Linked DNA regions of Mus musculus: regions 2 and 3 are each linked to region 1. A link is a contact called in public HiChIP or PLAC-seq data. All regions are on one chromosome and are shown on one strand. Each heading gives the region's core, a stretch centred on a gene start, on an enhancer-like site or on the middle of the called end of the contact. The rest is flanking DNA. Distances are from core to core; before and after follow the strand shown. Region 1 overlaps Rd3 (retinal degeneration 3). Region 2 overlaps Hhat (hedgehog acyltransferase). Region 3 overlaps Hhat (hedgehog acyltransferase).

Region 1 (4,608 bases), core at 1,545-4,044:
GACAGGCAGCTGCTACTGCTGTCCCTGCCAACCTCCTCAGTACTCTTCTGCTTTGTCCCACCTTAGCTGTGATGCTAACTAAAGCCTGTGAGGGTCTCAGGTCCTGTAAGACTCAGGGCTAACAGAGGTGTCTGCTGAGGGGCTGGCGTTGGCTGGAGGGGAGGGGGAGCCCCCCCCATCCCCCCCGCTGAGCCGCAGCTGGCGCAGCATCCTAGTTCTGGTGCTTCTTACTTGGTATGAGAACTTTTAAGTTCTAGAAAGTAAAGGGAGCCTTAATGCTTATTAATTCTTAATAATATTAATTTCATTTTTGTTTCATGTTTTAATTTCTCAACCCAAAATTTTGGCGGATACTTTAATATGAATCTCAGATATGTTTCTTCATGCCTGAATACTTCAGTGTGCTCTGCAAAAGAGAACATCCCAGAAGTTGGGGATATCTATCTGTCTGTCTGTCTGTCATCTACCTATCTAGGGTGGCATACATCTTTAGCCCCAGAGTTTGGGAGGCAGAGGCATGAAGATCTCTGAGTTCGAGGTTAGTGTAGTCTACAGCATGAGTTCCAAGATAGCCAGGGCTACGCAAAGAAACCCTGTCTTGAAACACAAACACACAGCTGTTCTGCTAGTAAAAATCTACACAAACTTTCATATTATCTAATACCTAGTCCCTGCTGAAATGACCCAAATTCTTCCCAACATATGACTCCTTGCATTTTGTTTCTGAGAGTGAGGGTCTCATCAAATCTCATACATCCACACATCAATCAGAAAATTATGATTTGTTTATGCTCAATCACATAGTGCTCTATAATTCTACAATGGAAGATTGTTTATGGAGTATCATGTTGATAAACAGTAAATTAATAAATTGTGGCCATTTGATAAAATATTTCAACACAAAAGATTCTCTAATATATATATATGTATATAATGTAATTTTACATAACATTAATTTCTTCTCTGGCTTTAGATTTTTAAATTCTTTCATAAATGAGGAAAGCAGCAAAAAGTGCCAACCATTTGCACCAGTAAAGAATAGCTATTAATAGTACATATTTTTACTAATTTGAAATAATAAAAACCTATTGGCCATTCTGGGTAGGGGGTGCATGCTTGGCTTAATACTTCAGGAGCCTTCTAGTGCACACTTGAATCACACACAAGGAGGAAAAAAGGCTGAGGATAATCAGCCATAACAAAACCACATTCTTTGTAGTTTGTTATCATGCAGGTTTGACCTGCATGCTTACTTTAACCCACAAATAGCTACTGCAGTCATTACATGTCATTAATTTTCCATGGAAAATTGTCTTTTAGGCTAGGACATATTTGAGAGCTGTTTACAAAGTCTTAAGAGGAAGAAATGTTTTGCTTCCAAAACACTGTCTTTCTGGAATGTGTGTGTAGCACACTCCATGAGAGGTCTGAGTTTATCTGCCGTATTGGTACTTCCGGTTCCAAACACTTATACTCTGGAGGTCTGCCATGCCTGTTGTTGCTAGCAAGCTGAGAAAGCATGGAATTCTGGGCTGGTCTGAAAAAAGTGCCTGTTCCATGGGGTTGGTGGTCTGGGTCACTATCCGTCTAAGATGTGAAGAACAATATGGTGTGAATATTTGAATCCACATCTTCAGGGACAGGCTGAGTGGAGACTAGGACTGTGCAAGAAAGACTGTGGAGAACACACCTGACTGGAGAAAGGATTAGGGGTGTGCTGCCCTTGTAGGTGTGGAGGCCGGGTCTGATCTGGATGTTGTTGGGGGCTCGTAGGGATATGGTGATAGGCTCAGAGCTGGCCCATGTATCCCACACTCCCTTACTGCATCTGTTGCCACTTCTGTATCACCTGCTTTGTCTCTGCATTTCTCAGAATTTTATCAGCATGGTGCTATGACTCATATTCACTTACTGCACTTGAGGGCTCACCACTGGAAAACCTACTATTTTAAACAGCGGAGAAGAGATAGGATCACCTCCAAGACCGATAATGAAAATATTTGGGACACCTTAGTCATTTCTTATTTCTTTTCTTTCTTTCTTTCTTTTTTTTTTTTTTTTCGGAGACAGGGTTTCTCTGTGTAGCCCTGGCTGTCCTGGAACTCACTCTGTAGACCAGGCTGGCCTAGAACTCAGAAATCCGCCTGTCTCTGCCTCCCAAGTGCTGGGATTAAAGGCGTGCGCCACCACCTTAGTCATTTCTAATGTAAAAGAATAATAAAAAATGGCTCGCAGACGAGGGAGGGAATGAACAGTGTAACTTTTAAAAAGCTGTCTACCAGAAAGTTGGCAAAACATAAGATGCCACCTTTTAGTAAGCGCCCTTAGGTGGATCCGGTGAGGTGCTGGACCCCTGGGAAAAGTTAAAATTGTTACCTACAAATACATCCTTGCCTACAAAACTAAGAGTCTTCCAGTCAAACCACCAGGACACAGAGGTCGAATAAAGAAATCAGGACGACCAGTCGACAAACCTCCACACTCTGGCATAAAAATTGCCAGAGCCAAACCTAAAAAGAAATACACCGAAACCTGAAGAAAAATCACTTCCCTTTAAGAGTAAAGGAAGACGGAAGTGGGCGTGCAACCTGGGGAATTAACCTGCGAAAACACGTAGTCTCAAGTCTGGGGAACCTTCGCCATCCTGTCACAGTCGATTACAAACTCTAGTCCTAAGGCCTGGCTGCTCACCACGCGTGGAAAGGCTCGGAGGGGCCAGCAGCCGAGAGCGCCCAAACAGAACGCCCTAACCGGAAGTGGCCTCAACACCCCCCCACCACCACGATAGGCAGAAGAGCCCTTGGCCCCGCCCTTCGCTTGTTCTCTCCTGCGATGGAAGCCCGGAAGTCCCGCCCAGCCTGGTTCTGTCTGTCAAGCTGCGGGTTGTGGGTGGTGGGCGGGTTTCTGGTCCGCAGCAGAGCAGGGTGGGCAGTAAGAGACACCGTGCGCTTGGTATAGACAGCAAGCTGAAAGTCACATCTTTTGAACACTTAAAGCTATCTATACCTTGTACTGGAAACAAAATGCACATTCACATAATATTTTGTATTCAATGTTGGGAGAGTTGAGGCTCTCCATTCCCAGAGTTACAAGTTCAAAAAATTCCCTGACTTTGGAAAATAAAAGGAACTATAACTAAAAAGAATTAAGCCAGAACTTCAAGGCTTTTATCTTGCAGACAGTGTAGAATTATTGAAGGGGGGGGGGGGAGTTTGCAGTGAATGTCTGTGGAAAACAGCAGTGGTCAAATCATTTTGAAAACATGGAGTGTTTTGACAGCAGAACAGCATTCTGAAACATTCTCGGATGTTCACCTCCTAGACAATTTTTTTCAGAAGATTTATTTTTATTTTTTGTGTATGGGTGCTTTGCCTTCATGAATGTAGCAGTGGCCAGGGCTCAACCACTGATCTGTCTTTCCAACTCCCAAAATATACTACGCCCTCTCCAATATTTCTTTATATTCTCTTCCGTAAACTTTTTTGCTATTACATTTAAATTTTCTTTTTACCTTTGTTGAAAACTAAGACATAAACATACATATTGGCCTGGCCCTCTTCCCTGGAGACTGTCACCTGCTGCTCTGTGTTAGAATTATAATCACCATGGGCACCTCCACATACTGAAGTGGGTTCAGGGGTGATGATACACACAGGGCTCTCCTCGGGGGTTCCTGCCTCTCGCACATGAGCAATCGCTTGTGCTGAGATGTGCTGGAGTGAGATGGAAAAGAGCCTAGGGGTGTGGGTGTTTCCACTGCTATGTGCACGCCCGTCAGGACTGATCACAGGTGCAGAGCTGTAGTCCGGGTTCCTCTGCCTCTCTGTGGCGGGTCACATGTCAAGTAGATGCATCTATCAAGTGCAGCAGTGAGAAGAAAGGCACTATCAAAATAAGGGGCACAGTGACCCAGACAGAGTCACCCTCACTTGTCATTGTGTTCTCAGATAACCCTCCAAGAGCCTCCTGAGCAACAAGCACTTAGCTTCATCTCATTTGGAGGAACACTCAGGTAGCCCCACTCCTGACTCATCTCCCGGTGGACACTGTCTTAGGGTTTCCATTGCTGCGATGAAACACCATGACCAAAATGCAAGTTGGGAGAAGAGGTTTTATTCGGGTTACACTTCCATATTATTGTTCAACGTTGAAGAGAGTCAGAACAGGAACTCAAACAGGGCAGAAACCTGGAGACAGGAGCTGGTGCAGACGCCATGGAGGGGTGTTGCTTACTGTCTTGCTCCCCATGGCTTGCTCAACCTGCTTTCTTATAGAACCCAGGACCACCAGCCTAGGGATGGCACCACTCACAATGGTTGGGCCCTCCCCCATCAATCGCTAATTAAGAAAAACGTGCCTGATCTTATGGAGGCTTTTTCTCACTTGAGGCCCCATCCTTTCAGATAATTCTAGCTTGTGTCAAGTTGACATAAAAGTAGCCAGCGTAGTAAGTGAAATAAACCGTGTTGCCCACCTGCTATGTGTCAGTCATAACTTGTGAGATATAAACTGAAATCAGACACGGACCCTCGCTTAGAACTAGCAATCTTAGCAGTGGTACAGGTACATCAGACTCCTTCCTCTGCCTCTGCTCTGGGAAAACTCTAG
Region 2 (4,608 bases), core at 940-3,439, 760 kb after region 1:
TGGGCATGTATCCAGAAGATGCTCCAACTGGTAAGAAGGACACATGCTCCACTATGTTCATAGCAGCCTTATTTATAATAGCCAGAAGCTGGAAAGAACCTAGATGCCCCTCAACAGAGGAATGGATACAGAAAATGTGGTACATTTACACAATGGAGTACTACTCAGCTATTAAAAACAATGAATTCATGAAATTCCTAGGCAAATGGATGGACCTGGAGGGCATCATCCTGAGTGAGGTAACCCAATCACAAAAGAACTCACATGATATGTACTCACTGATAAGTGGATATTAGCCCAGAAACTTAGAATACCCAAGATACAAGATACAATTTGCAAAACACATGAAACTCAAGAAGAATGAAGACCAAAGTGTGGACACTTTGCCCCTTCTTAGAATTGGGAACAAAACACCCATGGAAGGAGTTACAGAGATAAAGTTTGGAGCTGAGATGAAAGGATGGACCATCTACAGACTGCCATACCCAGGGATCCATCCCATAATCAGCCTCCAAATGCTGACACCATTGCTTATACCTGCAAGATTTTGCTGAAAGGACCCTGATATAGCTGTCTCTTGTGAGGCTATGCCAGGGCTTAGCAAACACAGAAGTGGATGCTCACAGTCAGCTATTGGATGGATCACAGGGCCCCCAATGGAGGAGCTAGAGAAAGTACCCAAGGAGCTAAAGGGGTCTGCAACCCTATAGGTAGAACAACAATATGAACTAACCAGTACCCCCCCCCCCCCGCCCCAGAGCTCGTGTTTCTAGCTGCATATGTATCAGAAGATGGCCTAGTCGGCCATCATTGGAAAGAGAGGCCCCTTGGTCTTGCAAACTTTATCTGCCTCAGTACAGGGGAACGCCAGGGCCAAGAAGTGGGAGTGGGTGGGTAGGGGAGTGGGGGATGTATGGGAGACTTTTGGAATAGCATTGGAAATGTAAATGAAGAAAATACCTAATAAATAAAAAAAAAAAGAAAATGGCATACCTGTATCATCATATTCTGGCAAATAAATTTATTATTATTATTATTATAAAAAAAACCTCATAAGCAGACTATGCTACAGCAGAGACATACATGGTAGGATAGGTTTTCCATGACTTTTGAGACCCAGGGCTTCAACCTCTTCTTTCTTCCTCCAATTCTCTCAGAGAATGAGAATGTGGGTCACAAATAACTCAATAAAAACACATGAGATCTGTAAATAGGATGCAAAATAACCAAGGTCAGGAAGACCTCCCAAGCAGACCAAGCCTCCTGAACTCTGAACTTAAGCCAATTGCTGATAGAGCCATGTTCTGGGCAGAGGGGCATGGGGAGATGGCATCATTAGTAGAGTGCTCACTGTACCATGAAGTCTCATGTGCTCATGGAGTCTTGAGTTCAGATCCCCAGGACAAACAGGAAAAGCCTAGTACAGCAGCACACATCTATAAACCCAGTCCCGGAGAGGTGGAAACTGGAGAATCTCCAAGGCTGCAGAGCAGCTAGCTTAGACTAATCAGTGAGAGACCCTGTCTCAAAGCAATAAAGCAGGTAGGGAATGAGGAAGACACTCCACATCATTGCCTGTTTTCTCAACCACCACGTTGCTGTGATTGGTGAAAAGTTCTGTAAGGACAATAACCAACACAGAAGGCAATAACAAAGCAAGCCTGAAAGGGGCTGGGCTAAGAGATCTGGTATCCCTGGAGGAAGGCAGTGACTCAGTAGTTTTGTGAGTGACAAGGACTTGGTCAAGTGCCATCTGACACACTGGAAGCTTTGATGTAAGGACACTGGGAGACAGATTCAATCCTTGGCAACCTGCAGAGCGAGGCACTCAAGTCCTATCACCAAAGTCCCCTCAGTGGCCCCTCTCACCCTCAGCAAGCTCCCTAGGCAAGGCCACCTGTTCAAGGACAGGATCCCTTGCCTCCCCCACCCACATGGTAGAATAAGCTCTCTAAAGTCACCAACCCACTTGCAAACAAATCCTCAATTGCAACAGTTAGTACTTGCCTTTTCACCCAGCCCTTGTCCTGTGAGAGGTTGATGCATTGCATGAACCATGTAAAGGAAAAGGCCCACTTAACAACTGCTGCTGTGTCAAGCTCTCATTATTACAACCGCTGCTGTGTCATGCTCTCATAGACCCAGATTATTAATGGCTGTGCCTGCAGGGCTAACAGGGGAAAGTGAAAGCGTGGGGCAAGCGTGTTCGCTACAGCTGTATCCTACTCTGGAGACAACTGCTACATAATAACAAAGAAATGAGAGGTGGCAAGTCAGACAGAAACTCTGCACCAGGAAAGCTGTTTTTAGATCCCCGGGTGTTAGCACTCGTTTACAAAGACATTAGCAACAGTTCACTGACAGCTAAAGAAGGGGAAGTAGGTGACCTGAAACCTCAAATCTACAGAAGGCAGAAGTCCATTTATGCAAATGTCAGTAACAGGCAACTTCTGCAGAAAGGCATGCTTGCAGACTATTGGGTCAGCAGGATCCCACATGGCTACTTTCATTAGAAAGTGATTATCACAGAAAACAGAAAAGCTGCCAAACTTTGTTCTTTGAGAAAGAAAATAAATCTGCTAAATGGATAAATCTGAACAATTTCTTAAGACAGGGACATAAGGTACATGCAGTATTTGACTCTGGAGTGTGGTCGACACATCCGAAAAGCTCAGGAACCTTGAAAAATATTATCATCACACTGCCTTAAAAAGACAAAGGTAAATATGCTAATAGCCCAGAAACACTTGGGAACTTTTCGAGGAATCTTGCTTCGAAGGGAACTTGGGTAGCCACAAGCTTGCAAGAGAGTGAAAGCAAGCGACAGAGACTTCAGGCACCAGTTACATGGTTTACAAGAAAGGAAGGGGCCCATGGTATACGAAAGAGTCTCGGTGCCATGTTGGAATCTCCAAGGATAAAACCGAGGTCTGACCAGGCACACTCAGAAACTGATTGTCTTTTCAATTCAGAGAAAAGAGGTTGATAAAATACCATGGCCAGGGAAGGTACACAGCAGAAGTCACTGTGGTTGCTCCTGAAAACTTTATTCCCTTAAAATAAAAATATCATTAGCAGGTCAAAAAGAGAAAATCATCTCTCGTCTGATGAGGTACTGCAAGGGAACACAACCCAACACTCATTATTGGTAGTGTTTTTTTTTTATGTCTTTGTGCGTGTGTGCGTGTGTGTGTGTGTGTGTGTGTGTGTGTGTGTGTACACGAGAGTGTATATATTTGTATGTAGAGATCAGAGGACAACCTTGGTTGATGTCCCTCAGGGACACTGTCCACCTTATGTTTTGAAACAAGGTCTCTCACTGGACTGGAACTTGTCAAACAGGTTAGACTAGTGGACCAGCAATCCCTGGGTATCTGCCTGTCTATATCTCCACCCACCTACCCGACTCCTCCACCCTCCACCTCAGTCCCTCACACCACCCCCACCCCTAACCCCCACCTAAGATTACAAACCTTCAGCTTTTTAAAAATGAATTATTTATTTATGTATTTGTTTATTTTGCCACTGAACTCATGAGGATGGTCTGCAGTTCAAGGTCATCCTGGGCTATATAGAAGAACCCTGTCTCAAAACCACAAAAACCAGACGGAGGTGTGTCTCACTTGGTATACTCACTTGGTACTCATTTGGTATTTGTGTATCATTTGGTTGGCTCAGTCCATATCAAGCCCTGGGCTCAGTCCCCAGAAAAAGAAAGAGAAACTAGGCATGGTGAAACGTATCTGTCATCCAGCACTAGGGAGGTGACAACTGGAAGATGGGGAGCTCCAAGCCGTACATAGCAAGTTTGGGGCCATTCAGGGCTGCACAAGACCCTGGTTCAAACAGACAAAATATATATATATATTTTTTAGAGTGTGTGTGTGTGTGTGTGTGTAACTACATGAGTTTATGTGTACCATGAGCATGCAGGTGCCCTTGAAGGCCAGAAGAGGTCTTTGGATCCCTGGAACTGGAGTTACAGACAGTTGCAGGGCACCAGATACGGTTGCTAGGAACCAAAGCAGGGTCTTATGATAGAGCAACAAAAACTTTTAACCCCTGGGGCCTTGCACCAGCCAATAATTTTTTTGAAACCTGAAATACATCAGTATAGTTCCAGTTTACAATTTCCATTCTGGAATCCTGAGAAAAGTCAGTCAGATACAGCGCAATGATACAAACACATTGCTTAGGAAACGAATGAGCTAACACTTCAACCCATGAAGCTGGTACAAAAAGGAACTACCCAAGCCCGAGGAACAACAAAGACAGAAATGATCCGTTCAGACATCGATGAGCTGGGAAGCGTGACAGAACAACGGAGTGCTCTAACAAAGCCGAAAGCTGAGATTCACAGGCGCTCCGGCACAGCTGATCAAAGAAAGGAAAAGACACTGTCGAGGGGCGTGTGGGAAAATGGAACAAGAGAGGTAGGGAAAGAGAGACAGAAATAAATATACAGTAAGGTGAGGGGCGGGGCCAGGAATGAGGGAGAACAGTAGAAGTAAAACTGTTTAATTCTCAGAGATGGGAAAGATAAAGGAGACACAAACATAAAATCACACAGCGAGATACGCTGCACCGAAGCACTCCACAAAACAGACA
Region 3 (4,608 bases), core at 810-3,309, 700 kb after region 1:
AGAAACTTGTTGCCTGCCAATTAGGAAGCTGATTTCAAAATCAGAGTAGGCTACATAGTAACACCTTGTCTCAATAACAAAACAACAAAACCAAACACAGGACTGGGCAGACCCTGTAAGTAAGAGCACCTCTACAGGAGGACCCAGGTTCAGGTCCCAGAACCCACATCAAGCAGCTTGCACAGAAAGAGGTTACAAACACCAGTAACTCCAGTCCCAGGGATCCGGTGCCCCTCCCCCACCCTGGCCTCTTTGGTCATCAGTGTGCACACAGAGCACATAAATTCACATAGGCACACAGATACACATGAGCATTTGCTTAAATCAATAAGCCTACAAAAACTCAAGGAACTTCCCAGTCTTGCATGCTACAGAAGTTAGAATGGGAGCCCAAAGCAGCCCTAGAGGAGAAGCTATTCGTTTGTTGGTTGGTTGTTCTTGCCAAGGGCCCCTGTACATGCCCTTCAGATCCTCATTCCTCCGAGGAGTCACACATTGGAGCCTCCACCGAGCAACCATCTGTTCTGATGATGACAATGTTTTCTCCATCTTTGTGGCTCACATAAATTGAGGATCTTTCTTGGGCAAAACTAAGTTAAGGGATCTGAAGAGATGGCTCATCAGTTCAAAGTGCAGATTGCTCTTCAAGAGGACATAAATTTGGTTCCCCGTACTCACACCACATAGGTCACAACTATCTGTAAGTCCAGCCTCACTCTATCCAGTGCCAGGTATCTTCTTGCCTCCAAGGGCACCTGCACTCTTGTACACATAACTATACACAGACAGACAGACACACACACACACTTAAAATGTAAAAAAAAAAAAAAATTAAAATTTTGATTAAATAAAACAAAAACAGACAGCCATTCTGTTTCACTCTATGAAACACAGAGGCTTTGTGGCAACCAGTGACCTATGGACAAGGAAACTGCCCAGGTCACCATGGTTACCACTCTAGCTGACCCTGTAGAAGCCCCCAGGAAATGTCCTTTCCAGTACATTAGTGCAGATGGTCACAACAGAGAGGCAGAGGAACCATGCAGGCTTCCCACCAGATGTCTGTGACATGTTCCCAAATCACCCCTGGTCCCACCATTGGCTGAGGAAGTGACCTTTCTGAGACAGTCATATTATAACAGCTTCCAGTGAGGTTCATCTTAACAAAAGCTACTTCCCAGCCCTGAGAAGAGCCCCTTTGCCAGCATTCCCCAGTCCTGCCATTAAAAAATCCAGCCTGGAGCTTAATTAAATAATGAAGGAAATATAAGGGAACTGCTTAGCAGTCCCTCAATAACTAGAAGAAACCCCATAAAGCAAGCTGGAACTCAACTAAACTGTGCATAAAGAAGCCAGGTGATTCCACAAGTACCCACATAGCTACATTGCATGCTGCCTGGGTCCTGCAGAGGAGCTCCTCTGGATACGGTGACATTCACTACATTCACCTGCTACGTTCTACCTTGGGTCTCATGTCTACAGCTCTGAGCAAGGCCAGAACTAAAGAGAAACAAGCAAGGGGCCAAAGAGCAAGTTTTAAGTAGGCACCGACATCCCCTTGCTGAGTTGGTGTCCCTCTTCCAACCCCCACAGCCCTAAGCTTCCTCCAGGAGGGGGTCTGCAATTACAGAAGCAATCCTGACCCTTGCTTCACACTGGACATGCTCAGAAAAACATCGAAGCAAACAAGTCCTTTTGGAAAACAGCTATCAGAAATGACAAGGGACTTGGGGGATCTTTAGGAACAAAACTTCCAGGCCAATCTTAAGTTTGTGGGACAAAAGCAGAAAAAGTGAAAAAACTCCCGAGAAAGATCAGTCACAAGCCATCGCCCAAAACCTCACACGGGAATAACACATATTGAGGGCTGACGTCTGGAAACATTTGCTGTGACTTGCCTCATCTTCAAAAGAACTTCTGTAGACAGATTATACACCCTCTTATTATTATTACTGAAAAAATAGGAAGACTGGACCAGACGGGCTGAGATGAGTGTATGGCATCGAGTGCTGCCCTGGGCTATTACACTCGTCTTTAGTTAACAGTGTGACTCACACAGTCGTCTTCAAAGAAAGCAGAGTAAGGAGGACCTCGCGGCATGTCTGTGGTGATGTTTGTCAACTCGACCACATCCTGGTTCATCTAGGAGATAAGCCTGCAGGCACACTATCTTCAATAAGCTAACTGGGGTGGGAAGACCCACTCTAAAAGGAGGTGACTCCATTCCTTGGGTTGGATCCTGGATTGCATAAAAAGGAAAAAGCCAGCTGAGTACCAGCATGCACTGCTGTCTGCCTCATGGTTGCGGATATAATGTGACCAGCTGCCTCCCAAGCTCCGCCCCTAAGACTTCCCGCCATGATAGAATTTACACTCAGACAGTGAACTGAAATTAAGCCTTTTCCCATAAATTGCTTTGGCCAGGGTCTTTTATCACAGCCATGGCATAAGTGACTAATATACTGCCCCTAGTAAGAAACCACTCCTGACATAGTCCTGTGTGTGGGGGCAAACAGTCTCTCTTGCCTCACTTACTTCTGTAGCCTGACAACGTTGAGGGTCAGAAAGCAAGACTGCCATCATATTAGCAAGAAAGGGAATACGTAGTTCCAAACGTGTTTCAGTGAAGGGGAAGAACAGTAGCCAAACTCTTCAAAGCCAGCCAAGCCCATCAGACACACCCCAAAGACGTAAGCAAACCATGAGACTGACCTCCACATCCCGGTAAAACTGAACATGGTGCTCACGCAGCGGGGAAGAGGTGGTGGCGTGAGTCCATCCAGGCGCATGAGCAGAGCCGGGACACCAAAGAGCACCAGGTACTTCACATAGAAGAAGAGCACTTGGGCCAGCGCCAGTCCTCCTGCAAAGCAAGGGGACCTGTCAGCCACTGCAGTGTAAGACAGAAGGCTCCTGGGACTGCCCTGCTTCTCCACCAGTCTCCTCACCTTCCAGTCTCCGGCATTTGCACTTGGTCCCTAGTTGGTCCTGTTTGGGGAAGGTTGGGGCATGCAGCCTCACTGGGGGAAGTCTTATAAGAAAATCGATGTTCTCCATCTTATAGAAAATCAATGTTCTCTCCTTGAGCTGAAATCCCAGAACACAAGCTATATCTACACTAAAGACTCTACAAGACCCACGGATCAGCTGTGGCAGAGCCATTGGAGACTTAGAACCCTGCTGATCCAGAGCCAGACTGCTTTACTATACCATAGTCCCAGAAGTATCCATTCATTGTCCACCGCCATAAAATGTGGGGGATATAACTAATCAGACCACTAGCTTCCACAACCTAAAAAGCTCACACTGCCATCAGATGGCGTCTGAGACCACAGCAGAGATTTTTCTGGTTTGATATAACCTGACTTCCTGATGTCCCCAGAAACATTTACAGGAAACCTCTTGATCTGTGGCTTTTGTGTGTTCTGTGACTTTAAGAGTGGCTTGCTTTCCATGAGGTGCAAGACTGCCGTTAGACCACATACCCCGCTGAGGTGGCATTCCTAAGACCCTCCTATAACAGTGAGGTCAGCACTGACATCTGCCACCAGTGCCTTGTGCTTGTCCTTTAGAAGACAGCTGGTCAGCTGCACCAAAAATTCTGTAGTATCTTCTGTGCAACAGGAGATATTCTATATGCCACATGAACACGCTGTCGCGGTCTCGCTGGGGCTTCCAGCCATATTAGCTTTTAAAGCAGATGGACAGTCTGAAGTGATCTTCCAGGAAGCTCAAGGAAGGTGAAAACAGCACCCCAAGTCTTTTCTGGGGTTGTGTGTTGTTCCCATGGAGGATCCATGGGCACCTCTTGAGCTTATGTCGCATGCAAGTCCCATTCAGCTTTCTTCCCAATTATGAGACACCAGGAGTCTCTACAGAGTCTTGTGTGTCTTATGTATTCATTCATTCATTTCTTATTAAGCACTTGTGTGAGTGTATGTGAGTGTGTGTGAATGTGTAAGTGTGCGTGAGAGAGAGCATATGTGAGTGTGTGACTATGTAGAATGTGTGAGTGTATGTGTGTGAGTGTTTATGTGTATAAGTATGTGTGTGGGAGTATGTATGAGTGTGAGAGTGTGTCTATGTAAGTGTGTGAGAGGGTATTGTGAGTGTATGTGTGTGTGAGTGTGTGTATATATGAGAGTATGTTAAACGGGTATGAGTGAGAGAGAGAGAGAGAGAGAGAGAGAGAGAGAGAGAGAGCATGTGTGTCCATTTTAGGTTAACCTTGAATGTCTTTTCTCATGCACCATCCTTGTGGGTTTTGTTTTACACTTAATTTATTCATTTGCATGTATGTGTGTCTGTGTATGTATATGGAGGTCAGAGAGCAACTTGCAGGCGTCAGTTTTCTGGGATTGAACTCAGGTCACTGGGTTAGATAGCAAGTATCTTTACCCATGAGCCATCTCCTTCCCCCCCCCCCCCGCCACACCCCCCAGGTTTCTCTGTGTGGCCTTGGCTGTCCTGGAACTCACTTTGTAGACCAGGCTGGCCTCAAACTCAGAAATCCACCTGCCTCTGCCCCCCACCCCCACCCCCAAGTGCTGGGATTAAAGGAGTGCGCCACCATGCCTGGCTACCCATGAGCCATCTTGATGGTTCCAC

The links. HiChIP or PLAC-seq counts read pairs in DNA pulled down with a chosen protein or histone mark.
Region 2: an H3K4me3 HiChIP or PLAC-seq map of bone marrow-derived macrophages shows a contact between it and region 1, with 8 times the contacts expected there. The contact joins two enhancer-like sites. A contact is called at or near these places in 2 of 115 datasets of contacts at active chromatin or transcription factors (bone marrow-derived macrophages and large pre-B cells).
Region 3: a contact with region 1 is called in an H3K27ac HiChIP or PLAC-seq map of T-cell acute lymphoblastic leukemia, with 6 times the contacts expected there. The contact joins two enhancer-like sites. A contact is called at or near these places in 4 of 115 datasets of contacts at active chromatin or transcription factors (T-cell acute lymphoblastic leukemia, embryonic basal ganglia, embryonic stem cells and 1 more).

Annotation. Positions count from the first base shown.
Region 1 is chr1:191,987,392-191,991,999 of GRCm38.p6, forward strand. Rd3 (retinal degeneration 3) reads left to right here. Exons shown (of 3, transcript NM_023727.4): 3 at 1-891. Among named protein-coding and RNA genes, the nearest start is that of Mir3473c, 8.9 kb to the right of the region's middle. Within about 2 kb of position 2,795, at least 407 of the 459 cell types and tissues checked have an H3K27ac peak or open chromatin away from gene starts, as enhancers often do. A contact at or near this core is called in T-cell acute lymphoblastic leukemia and bone marrow-derived macrophages, where this site is marked.
Region 2 is chr1:192,751,097-192,755,704 of GRCm38.p6, forward strand. All of the region lies in intron 2 of Hhat (hedgehog acyltransferase), which reads right to left. Among named protein-coding and RNA genes, the nearest start is that of Gm22265, 7.8 kb to the left of the region's middle. Within about 2 kb of position 2,190, at least 165 of the 459 cell types and tissues checked have an H3K27ac peak or open chromatin away from gene starts, as enhancers often do. A contact at or near this core is called in bone marrow-derived macrophages, where this site is marked.
Region 3 is chr1:192,691,087-192,695,694 of GRCm38.p6, forward strand. It overlaps Hhat (hedgehog acyltransferase), which reads right to left. Exons shown (of 12, transcript NM_144881.4): 8 at 2,713-2,863. Among named protein-coding and RNA genes, the nearest start is that of Gm22265, 52 kb to the right of the region's middle. Within about 2 kb of position 2,060, at least 24 of the 459 cell types and tissues checked have an H3K27ac peak or open chromatin away from gene starts, as enhancers often do. A contact at or near this core is called in T-cell acute lymphoblastic leukemia, where this site is marked.